Linked DNA regions of Mus musculus: all the other regions are linked to region 3. A link is a contact called in public Hi-C and HiChIP or PLAC-seq data. All regions are on one chromosome and are shown on one strand. Each heading gives the region's core, a stretch centred on a gene start, on an enhancer-like site or on the middle of the called end of the contact. The rest is flanking DNA. Distances are from core to core; before and after follow the strand shown. Region 1 overlaps Srd5a2 (steroid 5 alpha-reductase 2). Region 2 holds the start of Memo1 (mediator of cell motility 1). Region 3 has its middle 50 kb from the start of E330032C10Rik.

Region 1 (4,489 bases), core at 454-2,953, 730 kb before region 3:
AGAGCTCCGGGGTACTGGTTAGTTCATAATGTTGTTCCGCCTATAGGGTTGCAGATCCCTTTAGCTCCTTGGCTACTTTCTCTAGCTCCTCCATTGGGAGCCCTGTGATCCATCCATTAGCTGACTGTTTTCTTAACTGAGGCTTCCTCCTCTCAGGTGAGTAGCCTATGTCAGGATTTAGTGTCAATATCTCGTCACACTGATCTAGCTAAGGATATGGGAGAGTCACCCCATTCCTGCCAGGTGTGGGCAGCAGTCCAGGTTATCTTAATGTGAAGACTCCTCGTTACTGTTGCAGGGGGTGGGAGTTCTGGGTTCATACTTGCTCTTCACTGACCACTGCCTGCCTGGCAACTGTGTTTCTTTTCTCCTCCCAGGCAGTCTCTCCCAGCAATCCCTGTAGGAGTGAGCAGCCTCCACTCTCCACTCAGCCATCTCTAAATACCATCCAGACCAGGATAAGGATTAGGGTCAGGATGAAAAGATTCCCCACAAGATCTCACCTTGCACAGAGAGAATATGGAAAACCAGAAAGCCCTGGCTCCCTTTCAGCTCTCTGACAACTGGACAAGGCTTCAAGTGCTTTTCCCAGCTCAGTGGTGGGGTGGGAGAAATTTCTCTGAATTTTTTTTTTTTTGTTTGTTTGTTTGATAGGAGTGAGGTTACATTTTCTTTTTCTTGGTCTCTGGGTGAGAAAGGGGGGGCATTGTAGGGGAAGAGGGAGAGGGAAAGATTGAGGAAGGGAGGGAGAAAGGGCAGAGGGAGAGGGAGGGGGAGAAGGGAAGGGGGGAAGGGAGGAAGATGTGAGGGAGAGAAAGGTGTGTTTCAGGGAAGGCGATGTGATCCAGCTTAGGGCATAACTGGGTTTGCCACACAGGGAGAAGAGACTGCAGTGGAAGTAGTGTGAGTGCCAAGTGCGAAGGATCTTGCAAACTTCTTCAGGAGGATTTTAGTGCTGATTTGAATTCAAGGGTTGTGGAGTGGGTGAGATATGGCTGAGTTTTGGAAGTAAGGTTCTACCATAGAGATGATGGCACTTGCTAATCAATTTACCTGAGGTGGGGGGAGAGGGAGAGGGAGGGAGAGAGAAGAAAGGAAGGAGGAGGAAGGGAGGGGAGTAGGGGGGGAGAAAGAGAGGAAGGGAGGGGGAAGGGGAGCGGGAGAGGGAGGGGGAGGGAGAGGTTTGGGGAGAGTGGGGGATCAGGGATCTTGTTTGGGGTGTGTTAAGACAGAAATCTTCATGACATCCATGACATGAAGCATGTAGCATGAAACTGCCAGTGAGTGGTCCATGAGTGAATGATGATCCATTAGGGCGGACGCCTGCCTCACTTTGCTCGTGCTCCTAGGACAGGGCTTTGTAAGGGGTGTGAATTCAGCCCTCACAGTTCCTGAGGCTGGGGATTCAGTATCAAGGCGGTGGCATCTGGCAAGGACCTTCTTGTAGTGGTTCCACATATTAGAACGTAGAAAGGCAAGAACAAGCAGCCACCCCTGTAAACCCTTCCATAGAGGAGTCTGTCCGTCCACTAGGATAGAGCACTCAAAACCTAAAACACATTCCTAAAGCCTAAAGCCTTCCCCAGTGCTATGCATGGAGACCAAGGGTAAACCACAATCAGACCACAGTGACCCTACTTCATATCATTTGAGGAGATGCCATCACACAGATGTCTGAGACATATGGGGCATCAATATTTGGAGGACAAAGGGTTGAGAATAGCCCCACAAAGGAAAAGCAGGACAGACGAATGAAGCTGAAGAATCAAGGGAGTGTGGTACCCAAGGGAGTGTGGTACCCAAGGGAGTGTGGTGCCCAAGGGAGTGTGGTACCCAAGGGAGTGTGGTGCCCAAGGGAGTGTGGTACTCAAGGGAGTGTGGTGCCCAAGGGAGTGTGGTACCCAAGGGAGTGTGGTGCCCAAGGGAGTGTGGTACTCAAGGGAGTGTGGTGCCCAAGGGAGTGTGGTACTCAAGGGAGTGTGGTGCCCAAGGGAGTGTGGTACCCAAGGGAGTGTGGTGCCCAAGGGAGTGTGGTACTCAAGGGAGTGTGGTGCCCAAGGGAGTGTGGTACTCAAGGGAGTGTGGTGCCCAAGGGAGTGTGGTACCCAAGGGAGTGTGGTGCCCAAGGGAGTGTGGTACTCAAGGGAGTGTGGTGCCCAAGGGAGTGTGGTACTCAAGGGAGTGTAGTACCCAAGGGAGTGTGGTACGCTTTCTGGCACTGTTTCCAGGAGGCGGGGATGGATCTGTCCAGCCTGAAGAGGCCTGACTCTGATCTTGGTCTGGAAATATGACCTTGCCAGGACTTGCATCTGTGGGGACAGAGGCACTAGAGGAGAAAACGTCATAGAGATGGTAAGTGTGGGCTGCTCTGGAGAGGAGTTCTGTTGTAAAATAAACCAGAGATATGGGACAGTGACTGACAGAGGGCACGAGGTCACTATATAGAAGAGCTAAGCGCAACACAGGGGAGTTTTCTATGTATTTGCAGAACTTGAATTTATTTTGATTGACAATCAAGTCTCAAATTTCATATAGTGAAGAGTCTTCAATTGGCTTGATAATCTTTGCAATAGCACTTATATTTGAAGAAGATTTAGTTAAATATGAGTTGGTGACACAAGATGTGTTATTTCTAATTTTTTTCCCTTTTGGGTTTAATCTGGATCTGCAATTTCAGTTAACCCTTTCCAGTGAGAGTGCCGTTACCCCCTCCATTTCCTGGTGAACATTTACTTAGCGGTGACAAAAAGCCTCACATTTACAGAATACTTAGACTCTATCCGAATGAGCATAAAATATTTAAAATTGACATCAGCAGCACAGGAAGAAATTAAAGAGCCATGGTTCCAGACCATGGACAAAGCCACAAAAGGTAGGTAGGGCATAGGATGCTATCTTCGTTTCTTCTCCTGTTGCTGTAATAAAAACTACTCAGGGTGGAGAGATGCTTCAGTGACTAAGAGCAATGCTGTCTTTCAGGGGACCTGGGTTCAATTCCCAGCACCCATGTGTCAGCTCACAACCATGTAAAACTCCACTTATAGGGGATCTAATGCCCTCTTCTGGCTTCTGTGGGCCATGCATGCAGGTAGTGCACATACATACATACATACATACATACATACATACATACACATACTGTGATGGTTTGTATATGACTGGCTCAGGAAGTGGTACTATTAGGAGGTGTGGCCTTATTGGAGTAGGTGTGTTACTGTGGGCATGTGCTTAAAACCCTCATCCTAGCTGCCTGAAAGTCTTCTCCTAGCAGCCTTCAGATGAAGATGTAGAGCTCTCAGCAACTCCTGCACCATGCCTGCCTGGATGTTGCTATGTTCCCATCTTGCTGATAATGGACTGAACCTCTGAACCTGTACCCCAGCCCCAATTAAATGTTGTCCTTATAGGAGTTGTCTTAGTCATAGTGTCTGTTCACAGCAGTAAAACCCTAAGACACATACCCATACACACATAATAATAATAATAATAATAATAATAATAATAATAATAATAATAACAGTTTCAGATAAAATAGTCTGACAAAGTAATTTAAGGGAGAAGGGCTTGATTTATTCTGGCTCGTCGTTCCAGGGTACAGTCAGTTACAGTGAGGTTGTCAAGGCAGTGGGAACTTGAAGTAGCTGGTTACTTCACACCCACAGTCAGGAAGCAGAGAAGAATAAATGCATCCATGCTAATGCCCAGTTTGGGTTCCCAGCTCAGGGAATGATAATTAAGATGGACCTTCGCACATCGATTTATGTAGTCAAGATAGTTTCTCACAGGCATGGTAAAGGCCCATCTTCCAGGGAATTCTAGATTCTTGTCAGGTTGATAAACAGCACCAACCATACAGACCTGAAGGGGAAATTGTGTCCAAGTCCCTGGCGTTGATTTGTAGTCTTGTGAACCAACTAACTCTCTTTCCCCTCTCTTCATCATTTTTTAATCTTTTTTTTTCAACATTGAGACATATACTGTTTTGAATTGCTTCCAGCTTTCCAAAGCAAAGCCATTTATGTCCAAAGAGCCACGTTTGTTCCCTAGAACTTCTGGCTCCTCACTGTTCTCCATGTTTATGGATTTCTTTTCCTTTTCCCTTCTGGTTGCATGGGGATGAAGGGTCAAGGGTGGGAATAATATATAGCTCTCTATTCCGAAGACCCATCCTCAGTAAAATCCACAGAGCCATCCACATTCTCTTGTGTTTGCTCATCTACACACCTAAGACTCCTGGAAGAGTCTGGGTCCTGAACGACTACACATCAGCCCGTCATGGCTGTACACCAGCTGTGCTGTGCATGAACAACTAAGGGGCGTCTAGCATCTCAGACCTCTGCCACTTTTTTGCTGCAGATAGCCTGCTCTGACACATCCCTTTGGTTAAGAAACAAGGATGATTGATTTAGGAGGCCGTAAGCTTGGGTTGGGTTCATGGTTTACTTTGGAAGCATCATAAGCTGAGTATTTGGTCTCATTTAGGGAACAA
Region 2 (5,001 bases), core at 2,286-4,785, 990 kb before region 3:
GTGTAGGAAATTGTTTTACTATAGTATATCTTTTTTTTCTTTTTCTTTTTAATACAGAGACAGGATTTCTCTGTATAGCCCTCGCTGTCCTGGAACTCACTTTGTAGACCAGGCTGGCCTCAAACTCAGAAATCTGCCTGCCTCTGCCTCCTGAGCGCCGGGATTAAAGGCGTGCGCCACCATGCCCGGCTCGAAGTGATGCTATAGTATATCTGCGTATCCAGGGCCTGGAGAGATGGCTCAGCAGTTAAGAGCATTGGCTGTTAGTACAGAGGACCAGGGTTTGAATCCCAGCATGCACATGGGATCTGAAACTTCTGGCAACCATATCCCATCTACGTGACTACAAACACACCTGCATGATTAAAAATAAGTCTGATGGGTCGGGGAGATGGCGCAGTCTGTAAACTGCTTGCTGTGGAAGTATGAAGACCTGAACTGGGGTTCCAGTATCCATATAAATCCTTGCGGAAGCATGGCGGTGTTTCCCATAATCCTCATGCCAACTAGATAAGAAGACTCCCAGAGCTTCACCTGGACAATCGAGTGTAACTAGTAAGCTCTAATTGGAGTTAGAGACCTTAAAGTGGAGAAGTAGATGTGTAGCGATGAATGCCTTTAATCCAGCATTTGGAAGGCAGATGCAGGTGGATTTCAGAGTCCAGAGCATCCAGGGCTATAAAGATGCCATCTTTATTAAAACAAGTCAAATACAAGTCAGAATGATGGGCACTGTTGCTGTGTCTAGTTTACTACAACAAAGTTTGGATATTCTGTTTTGGAAACTATATGCACTAACGTTAGGTTCTGGGACTTCTTTGTTTTTTCTATTCTGTGTGTCATAAGGACTATTAATTTTTTTCCTTGCCCTTACTATGAATAACATTTATGGATTGTCAAACACAAGTTACTAGAATATATAACAGATTGTCAATAATAAAATGCATATAGAATTGCTAATAGACTGAAGCTAGTCGTTAGGGGAGGTGGTTGTGAATAGGTTCGACTGACTTCTTTCAAGAAGCTGGAGCTGGGTGTGCTTGCACTCCAGTGCTAGGGAGGCAGAGACAAGTGGGTTCCCAGCAAGTTCAAGGCCAGCTTGGTCTGCATACTCAGTCCTAGGCCAGAACCTGTGTCAAAAGAGCGGCTGCGGTGGTGCCTGCCTTCAATCCTAGCACTCCAGAGGCAGGTGGATCTCTTTGAGGACAGCCAGGTTTACATTGGGTGTTCCATGCAGGCCAGTCAGTTACATAATGAAGCTTTGTCTTAGAAAAAAAAGCCGGGCATGGTGGCGCATGCCTTTAATCCCAGCACTTGGGAGACAGAGGCAGGTGGATTTCTGAGTTCGAGGCCAGCCTGGTCTACAGAGTGAGTTGCAGGACAGCCAGGGCTACACAGAGAAACCCTGTCTCGAAAAACAACAACAACAACAACAAAACCCAAAAAAACAAAACAAACAAAAAGTCTAAGCATTCTAGAAATCTTTAAAAACAATTATAATTTGGTGAGATGGCTCAGCGGTTAAGAGCGCTGACTGCTCTTCCAAAGGTCCTGAGTTCAAATCCCAGAAACCACATGGTGGTTCACAACCACCCGTAATGAAATCTAATGCTCTCTTCTGGAGTGTCTGAAGACAGCTACAGTGTACTTACATATAATAAATAAATAAATATTAAAAAAAACAATTATAATTTGTGTGTGTGTGTGGAGTATGTGCATGTAATCGTAGGTGCCTGTGGAGGCCAGAAGAGGGCGTTAGAGCCCCTGGAACTGGACTTGCTTGGGCGCTACCCAATGTGATGCTGACTCAACTTAGGTCCTTTGTAAGAGCAGTGCTTATTTTTTTTTTTTATTTATTTATTTTTTTAACCACTGAGCCATTTCTCTGGCGCAAGAAGTTGTATTTTATTCATTAGGGTCTTTGCTAAGTTTGGTAAGCAACACAAACTCTTGGGAGAAAGCGGCAATTTACCTTTTTCTTGCCATTGAAATTAACTGTAGAGCTTTTCTCATAACACTTGAGAACTTGGCAAAAACCCCAACCAAACAAAAAGTATACTGTTACAGCATTAAGGAACGCCGAACTTGGTTAGGCAGCTAGACATCTACTTTGGACTTCTCCAGGATCTAGTTTAATGTGAAACTAAGATATACCCGGTGTATGATTTCTTTCCCAAATACTTTCTGGGAGTTGGGGAACTGTTACACTTCCTGGGTTTTGGAATCCAGCACTTCAAAGCCAAACAAACCACTTCCTTTGTGATTCTACCCAACTGGTAAAGGAATTCTTTTGCTGCGTGGAATACTTACGTGGAATACTGGGATTTTATAAGTGAAGGGTGACATTTGTAGTATTCCTTACCCCGTCTGGTTCCTCATACGCATTAACTCATAATCCTTGGTACCCCTCCCTCACGAACGTCACCCCCATTTAACACAGTAGGAAATAACTGAGACAATCTTTGCCACATTGCAGTTATACCTAAAATACAATTAGTAAATTTAACTGTGTCGAAGACATTAGGTCGTAAGGGGCGAGCCTGGGAAGCGAAGGTTACATTTTGACAGGGTCGGTCCTCCACCCCCCCATATTCTCCCATCCCAGTACGCCTCGCAGCGCGATGTCTCTGCCAGCGAAACTTCGCGGCGTGGCCCCAGACTTGCATTCCTGGGCGATACCCCGAGGGTGGGAACCCCACCAAGGACGCCGGGGAAGGGGGAACCCCGACGGGACTCGGCAGGCAGCGATCGCGTGTGTGTTGTGTGTGCTGAGCCAGCGGCGCACGGGGACAAGCCAGGCGGCTGGGGGGGGGGGGGGGGGAAGGGGCTCACCCCGCCTCGCGGCTGCGTCCTGCGCCCCGCGCCCTGCCCCCAGCCTCTGCTGGCGCTAAACCCCGGAGAGCGGAGCGTGCACGCTGAGCCTCCTCGGCGGGCCCGGCCGCGGCGCTGGGCATGCTCAGTGGGCCGGCCCCGGTAGAGCGGCGAGTAAGGACGCGTGGGCTCCCCAGGCTCTGCCTTTCCCGGGTTCAGGCCCCGGCCCCGGGCTGTGTGTGTGTGTGTTGGGGGGGAGGTGGCACCGATCGCCGCCGCCCTCCGGCTCGCGGCCTCCCGACCCGGGATGGCGCGGGGCCGGTCCCGCTTCCGCCGTTGAGCGCGCGGCACGGCGGGCGGAGGCGCGGGGCGGGGCGGGGCCGGCGGGCGCGCGGCGGGAGGGAGGCCTCGGTGGTGGGGGCGGGGCGGGGCGGGGCGGTGGGGAAGGGCGCGGAGTCACGGGGGTGGGGTCAGCGGGAGGCTCGGCAGGCCGCGCGCGGCGTGGCCGGGGGGCGGCTCGCGGAAGCAGCTCGGGCAGGGGTAGGGGCGGCGGCGGCGGCGGCGACTCCGCGGCCGCGCGGCTAGGGTAAAGCCGCCGTGGGCCCCATCTTCCGGCGGCCGGCGGAGTTTGTGGTGATTGTTGCCGCCCTCCGCCCTGGCTGCCATCTCCTCCTCTTCCTCCTCCTCCTCCTCCTCCTCCTGGGCCGGGCTGGTCCCCTCCCCGCGGCCGCCTCCTCCTGGGCTGGGCCCGCGGCGTCTCGTCCCCTCGCGGAGCCGCCGCCGCCGCCGCCTCCTCATTCATCCTCGTGCACCATAGGCGGCACAGGCACCAAGATGTCCAACCGAGTGGTCTGCCGGGAAGCCAGCCACGCCGGGAGCTGGTACACCGCCTCAGGTAAGGGCGCCAGGCCGCCGGGGTGGTCGAGCTGGGCAGCCGGGGCCCGGCGGGCGGGGACTCGGGCGGCGGGCGGAGGGCGCTGACCGCGTGCCGAGGGATCGGGGCCGGGCCGCGCCGCCTCCCCCACCCGGCGCTCGGGCAGGCGGCCTGGCGCCCGCGGAGTTGGGCGAGGAGTTGCCGGCCGGCCCCGGCCAGGGCGAGCGCGGGCTCCGCGGCTCCGCGGACGGCCTCTGCGGTGGGGAAGGACGAGTTGGCGCGGTCCTCGTTGCCAGAGGCTGGCCGAGGGGACCGCAGTTTTTGCTCCCACCCTTGGGGCACCCAGCGCCCCTGGAAGGAGTGACAGGCAGTACTTTTTCTACCCTATCTCTCGTGTTGCTACTCTTGGTCTCTCTCGCTTGGAAGATCTGTCAGACCTGGGCCTCTCGGGGGGATTTGTCGCTTTGTACGTGGAGATTCGGGCAGAGCTGCTGCCAGGCAGGGGCTCTGGGTGGCCTCCAAGGTCTTTTGTCAGTGTTTGCATTGTTACTGTCATTTAGGGGCAGCTGGAGATGGCATCAGCACTTTTCCTGAGCAACCTCTTTGGTATCCTGTGTTCAGCACCGAGCCGGGGCTGGACGACCTGCCTAGTTTAGCTTACGTTTTGAGAGAATTTTGTCTGCACTGTCTTCAAAAAACCATGTGTAGTTCTTTGGGTGAGAAAGGGTAGGGCCGTTTCCCTCCAGTACAACTCTCTTCACAAGGATTGTTTTCTGAGATTATTTTCAGGGGTCACATTTCTGCTTTGGTAACAAAGAAAAGTTCCTCCGTGATTCCTGTTGGTCTCTAGGCCATCTGTGCTTCTCAGCAACTGGCCCTAACCATATTTCCCTTTGCAAGTACTAGGGTTGGATAGTGACATGATTCTTTTGGGAAAACGGAAAATCTGGAAGGCAGTTTTTTTTTTTTCCCTGAGATTGTTCAACCAGCTGCAGAAGTACATGCATCTTGTTGGTCCACAGCGGATTTGCCCTGCTAAGACACAAAAGAATGACATGGTTGGGTTTGGAACTACTGCTAACAGGTGGCTGTAGTTTTTGCGTTAGATAAGTATGACATTTTATGGTCCTGAAGTACTTCATAGACTTTTAATCAGTTCTCACTACCTGAGAATGTCAGTTCTTGTGCCAGTATATGGGGAAACAGAAATTTAGTGCTGCACCCCAGACTAGGCCTGTGGTAAAATAGGAATTGTGTAAGTCAGGTCTCTGGCTCCTGAGTTTGCCCTTTATAATCAATGCACTATTAATACTGCT
Region 3 (4,987 bases), core at 370-2,869:
TGTAACTTGCTTGCACCCGCAGGACCCTCTTGGGCCTGATCATGAATGTATATACCACTTCCACTTGATAATAGATTATTTGTGGACCTGTCCCCATAATCTTTGAATCCACTGTCCCTTTTATGCCCCCAGAAAGAGTCTTGGAAAAGAGCTCTTGACCAAAGAGAGGAAAATCGCCTGCTCCCGACCTATGCTGCCCCTGAGACACACACTGTTTGGGTCTATCACATGCCATGGTATCTTATGTCTATATATGTTTCCAGCTCAGGGCAGCAACAAAGATCAGAGCATACACTGATTGCTCTGTGAATGGTAAGAGCAGAGTTGATGGAGCACAGTGGAAAACAAGGAACATGGTGGCTTAGACAGCCTTAACCCAGAACCACCCAGCCTAAGGCTCAGGTCTGCTCTGCCTCTATTGGGCGATGTCCTAGGGGGAAGGCTTTCTCTGTCTGGGCCCCTTCTCCGAAAAGTAAGACTGATACAAGGACCTCTAAGGTCTATTCTATACATCAGGGTTGGGGAACAAGTTCCTAAGAGTCTAAGCAGCAACTAGCACGGAAGGCAGCATTTAATCACCATGAAAAAGACCCACTGGTTCACTAACAGCCCTAGCGACTCACACTGTCCGGGGCAGTATGCGGGACCGCGCTCTCTCCACACAGCATGGGAGCAGATGCGTCTCTCTCTACCTTGGATGTTTATCGGCATGAAAATGAACAACCTCTTCCACCTACCTGGAGTTAGCCATCATCCCTGGACAGATGCTGGTGAGACAGTGACACCTAGTGGCGAACCTACCAATAACTGTCCAGCCCCACAGCGGGCCCTGCAGGCAAAGAGCCTGCCAGAAGTCTGCTCCGGGCTGTGGTTAACCAAGAGCAGTAACTCACAATGTGAGCATTGGAGGCTGAAGTGGGTCCCTTAAAGTTATGCCTCAGTCTGGCCCTAATTAGTTTCTTCAATTAGTTTGACATGGCCCTTGAAGCCTTCACTTGTTCCCCAAGTCTAATACGGAGTTCTTACCAGATAGGAGTAGCCCAAAGCCCAATAAAGGAATCCTGGATTTCACCTATGTCATTTCTGTCCGCCCCCATCCCCGTATGGCTGTGTAACAGATCAGGCCACTGACTCAGATACTGCATGCAAAGACTTCAGTTCACCCCCAAATGCCATTGTCTGCAGAGGGAAAACAGTAGACACTCGTGGGATAAGGTTTTCCCTAGACGGCAGCAGAGGTCTGTACAGGAGTAACCCGTCCGACACCCCGCCCCCCACCCGGAAGGAAGTGGTAATTGGCTCAGACTGAGGATACAAATTCTAGAGTCGCCATAGCCTCTGATGGTGCGTGGCCACTTTCTCTTATGAAATCATGTTTAGCACCAACCTTCTAAAGGTGAGAGCTGGAGTACTGCCATTTCAAAACACCTGCTATGTCACACCCACAACTTAAATAGGGAAAGCTAACTCACATGCACATGCAATTACCAAGAATAAAAGGCAGTTATTTTCTTTAAAGGATTGACGTTGGGGCCCAGGAGGCTTCCTGCTGGGTACTGGAGACACTCACTGGAGATGGGACCTGGAACTCCCTTGTGCTGTTGGCTACGACACTAAGCCTTGAGATGCCTCGCTATCTCCATCTAGTGGTGATGATGAACATTACACCAGTGGGGAAAGGAGACACAAGCCAAGAATTTCAAAGTCGGCGGGCACTGAAGATTTTGAGTTGAGAGGCAATGCTTGGCTCTGTGTTTTGTATGTCTCTAGTGAATTATAAGTCTTTGAAGTAAAGATTACCATCCATTCTAACACTGGGAAAATAACACTAAAAGCTAAGAGAAGTAACTTGAGATGAGCATGCAATTAGTAATTGCTGAGCTGGTATTTAAACTGATATATGTGTGGATCTGGAGTGTATTTCCACACCCAGCCAGCAGTACCTCTGCCTATAAAGTATTTGGGGCAGTAACTTTTTAAAAATTCTTGAACAACTGATGAGTGAGTTTTATTTCATCCCTTCCGGTCCTTCCAGCTCAGGCTCTCTCTCTCTATCTCTCTCTCTCTCTCTCTCTATCCCTATCTCTATCTCTATCTCTATCTCTATCTCTATCTCTATCTCTATCTCTATCTCTATCTCTATCTCTATCTCTATCTCTATCTCTCTCTGGAAAGACAGACCATGAGGCAGTTATCCTATGGGGGCAACGGCACTGAAAACAGACTCACTGGGGGACTTTGTGAAGGCTATCCTGGGCCTGCTCCAGACAGTCTTGTGATAGACCTGGAGTGCTGGTGGAAGCCTGGACACCCTCTGAAGTCACTGCTGTTCCCCGGGGGAAGATCATTGTCCCTAGCTTAGAAGTGGCAGTGAAGCATTGCCTAGTGATTGCAGGAGGGGAAGATGTCAGGCACCTCACAGGAAAACCAAAAGTGACGCCTGGTGTCGGCAGAGGAAATCTAATAGTGGCTGAAGTCCTGCTTCATGAGTTGTAGTAATGCCTCTAACAAACGCAAACTGGTTGCTGTTTGTCAGGCTGCTGGACGAGAGAACTGGGCTTTGAGACCCCCCCCCCCCCGGCCTCTGTCTGGCAGCCCCATCTGGCATACTTTAAAGATGGGAGGTTCTTCAGAGTTGAGCATCTCACTTGGGGATGAGGGATGCCAGCTGCTGAACACAGCTGTGGTGCAATGGGAATTATGTTATGGTCTCTGGTTCCTAAGCCCCCTTCCTGGCCTTAAACCACAATTATCAGCTCAGGAAACAGGGCTGTGCCCAAAGCCATGAGCTAAGAGGGTAAAACATAGATGGTTGCTTCAGAGCTACACTCTTTCCACTGGTCTACACAAACACTTATGGGGAAAGTCTAGGCTGGCTGCCCACAGTCCAGTCTACACAGGCTGAGCCATTGTGGACTGGAATGGCTGGACAACATACAGGGAGGCGGAGCTTGACCAGAATAAGCCAGAAATGCCCTAAAGGAGCAAGAACGGATGTTTACCTTATACCCTGAGTCTTTGGGGTACCTAGAGATGAGGGAGAAATAGCCTAGGAGAAGGTCTGGATACACCTTCCTGTGGTGCAGATATCTGATTTCATGGTAATCGACGCATGTTAATGTTCTGATGTCTGATATCTGAGTCAGTCACTATAGGAATGTCTCCAGCCCCAACCTATCTGGTCACTCCATTCAGCAGGCAACTCACACTCTCTGTGAGAAAGCCCATGAGTGTGAGTTAACAGGAAACCACTTACTACAAAAGAAAGCCAATGTAGGTTTATCTGCAAACCCCACAGGTGGAAGCTCCACTCAGCAGCTGGCCCGTACCCGTCATGGTGGACCCTCCTCAAGAAGCCACAAGGCTGGGTATAAAATCCTGAAGATCCAGGCTAGAATCCCAGCCACCTCCTCCCGTGTGACCTTCATCTTAACTTCTGGTCCCCAGCTGTTCGCCTCTGTAAGTAGATGCTAAAAGATACAATCTCTTGTGTCGTGACTTTAATGCCCAGGGTAACCTGCAACAGAATCTGTGGACTTTGGGGGATAATGAGGTGCCAATGTTGGCGCATCTGTTGCATCAAAAGGGCCATCCTGGTAGGAGATATTGAAGTTCAGGCAGGCTGGGAGCAGGTAAAAACAAAAGGAAGTCTACACTCTCTGCTTAATTTTGTTGTGACCCTAAAACCTCCTAGGGAAAAGGTAGTCTTTTAAAGTGTACATCTAGTGGACATCTTAAGGTTAATATGAGAACGACATAAGATGATGTTGTCAAAAGGCCTCATCTGATCTTGGTGACACTGTGGGACCCACAGTAGCGGAATGATGGGTTATCGTCCTCTCATGAGCACAAATGCTTCCACAGCAAGGGGAGATGGCCAGCTCCGTCATATCACCTCCCACAGGAAGCCTCTGGGGTGGGAATGGGTATAAGAACCAAGGAGCAGAGACGGTGACTGCCTGAAAGAGGCCTTCCCTTCATCCCTGGATCCCTGCGTCCCTGTTACAGTTCCTTCTGGGTACTGCTCAGCAAAGCATCAAGAGAAAGGGCTGGTGTCTGGAGACTTAAATATCAGTTCTGACTTCATGTTTAAATATATGTATGGGCTTTGTCATCATCTCTGTTGCCTCAGTATACTGAGAATCCCTGGAAAGGATTTCTTCATTCTGTCAATACATTTCCAGGGCCCCAAGTATGAGCCAGGCGACATCTAAGACTTATTTCTCTTGCAACAACCTACATATGGTTTTTAAAAATGACATGGCAGTGCACTGGAAGAAAAGAAAATAGAAAAGGCACGCTGCGCAGAGCTGCAAGCATAGACACCTCCATCATCTCCTGCCCACCCTGGAGCTGGTGTGCTCTTCCCTCCCTTGCCTCTCGAACCTGCACTGTTGTGGGAGCTATGAATGTGAGTCTTTTGGACCACATTTGGATTGCATGGAGGACTGCAGGGCTATGGTCTTGCCCTCAGTGTCTGTTCACCGCTGATCCATCTCCAGTCTCTGCAAAGAGGTCAACATGAAGCCAGGGCAGGCGTGGATGCTTCCTGGACAACAAATCTTAGTTTTGCTCATGTCTTCCTCTCTGGCCTCACCTGTCTTTCCTGGGAGATGCCCTTAGCCCAGATCCTGTAGAGCAGAGGTTCTCAGCCTTCCTAGAGCTGAGACCCTTTAATACAGTTAGGTCGTGGTGACCACCAGTCATAACATTATTTTTGATGCCAATTCACAATTGTAATTTTGCTACTATGAAGCATGATGTAAATATCATGTTTTCCCTGGTCTTAGGTGACCAACCCTGTGAAAGGGTCACTCACAGGGGTAGTGACCCACTGGTTGGGAATCACTGTTGTAGAGGGATCCAGAGATTCTTCAGGGGAGCCATAACATAGAGGGACAAGTGTTGGCTTTTTGGTTTAGCTATGTTATTGGCTTCTTATGCCTGGAACCCCTATTCCACCCTAATCCCTTCCAACCCCCAACAC

The links. HiChIP or PLAC-seq counts read pairs in DNA pulled down with a chosen protein or histone mark. A called contact is a pair of places that touch in the nucleus more often than the background predicts.
Region 1: a contact with region 3 is called in a RAD21 HiChIP or PLAC-seq map of pro-B cells, with 7 times the contacts expected there. The contact joins two enhancer-like sites. A contact is called at or near these places in 1 of 39 promoter capture datasets (embryonic stem cells), 3 of 15 datasets of contacts at CTCF or cohesin (embryonic stem cells, large pre-B cells and pro-B cells), 5 of 484 Hi-C or Micro-C datasets (the G1E-ER4 cell line, the HL-1 cell line, cerebral cortex and 2 more), 3 of 115 datasets of contacts at active chromatin or transcription factors (astrocytes, embryonic stem cells and kidney) and 1 of 9 other capture datasets (embryonic stem cells).
Region 2: a Hi-C map of the Ba/F3 cell line shows a contact between it and region 3, with 4 times the contacts expected there. The contact joins the promoter of Memo1 here to the enhancer-like site in region 3. A contact is called at or near these places in 2 of 15 datasets of contacts at CTCF or cohesin (large pre-B cells and pro-B cells), 9 of 484 Hi-C or Micro-C datasets (B cells, the Ba/F3 cell line, the G1E-ER4 cell line and 3 more) and 3 of 115 datasets of contacts at active chromatin or transcription factors (embryonic forebrain, large pre-B cells and stem cell-derived neural progenitor cells).

The regions. Positions count from the first base shown.
Region 1 is chr17:74,030,800-74,035,288 of GRCm38.p6, reverse strand. All of the region lies in intron 1 of Srd5a2 (steroid 5 alpha-reductase 2), which reads left to right. Among named protein-coding and RNA genes, the nearest start is that of Srd5a2, 15 kb to the left of the region's middle. Within about 2 kb of position 1,703, at least 3 of the 459 cell types and tissues checked have an H3K27ac peak or open chromatin away from gene starts, as enhancers often do. A contact at or near this core is called in pro-B cells, where this site is marked.
Region 2 is chr17:74,293,397-74,298,397 of GRCm38.p6, reverse strand. Memo1 (mediator of cell motility 1) reads left to right here and starts at 3,535. Exons shown (of 9, transcript NM_133771.2): 1 at 3,535-3,706. The coding sequence starts at 3,646.
Region 3 is chr17:73,298,108-73,303,094 of GRCm38.p6, reverse strand. No RefSeq gene overlaps it. Among named protein-coding and RNA genes, the nearest start is that of E330032C10Rik, 50 kb to the right of the region's middle. Within about 2 kb of position 1,619, at least 52 of the 459 cell types and tissues checked have an H3K27ac peak or open chromatin away from gene starts, as enhancers often do. A contact at or near this core is called in B cells, the Ba/F3 cell line and pro-B cells, where this site is marked.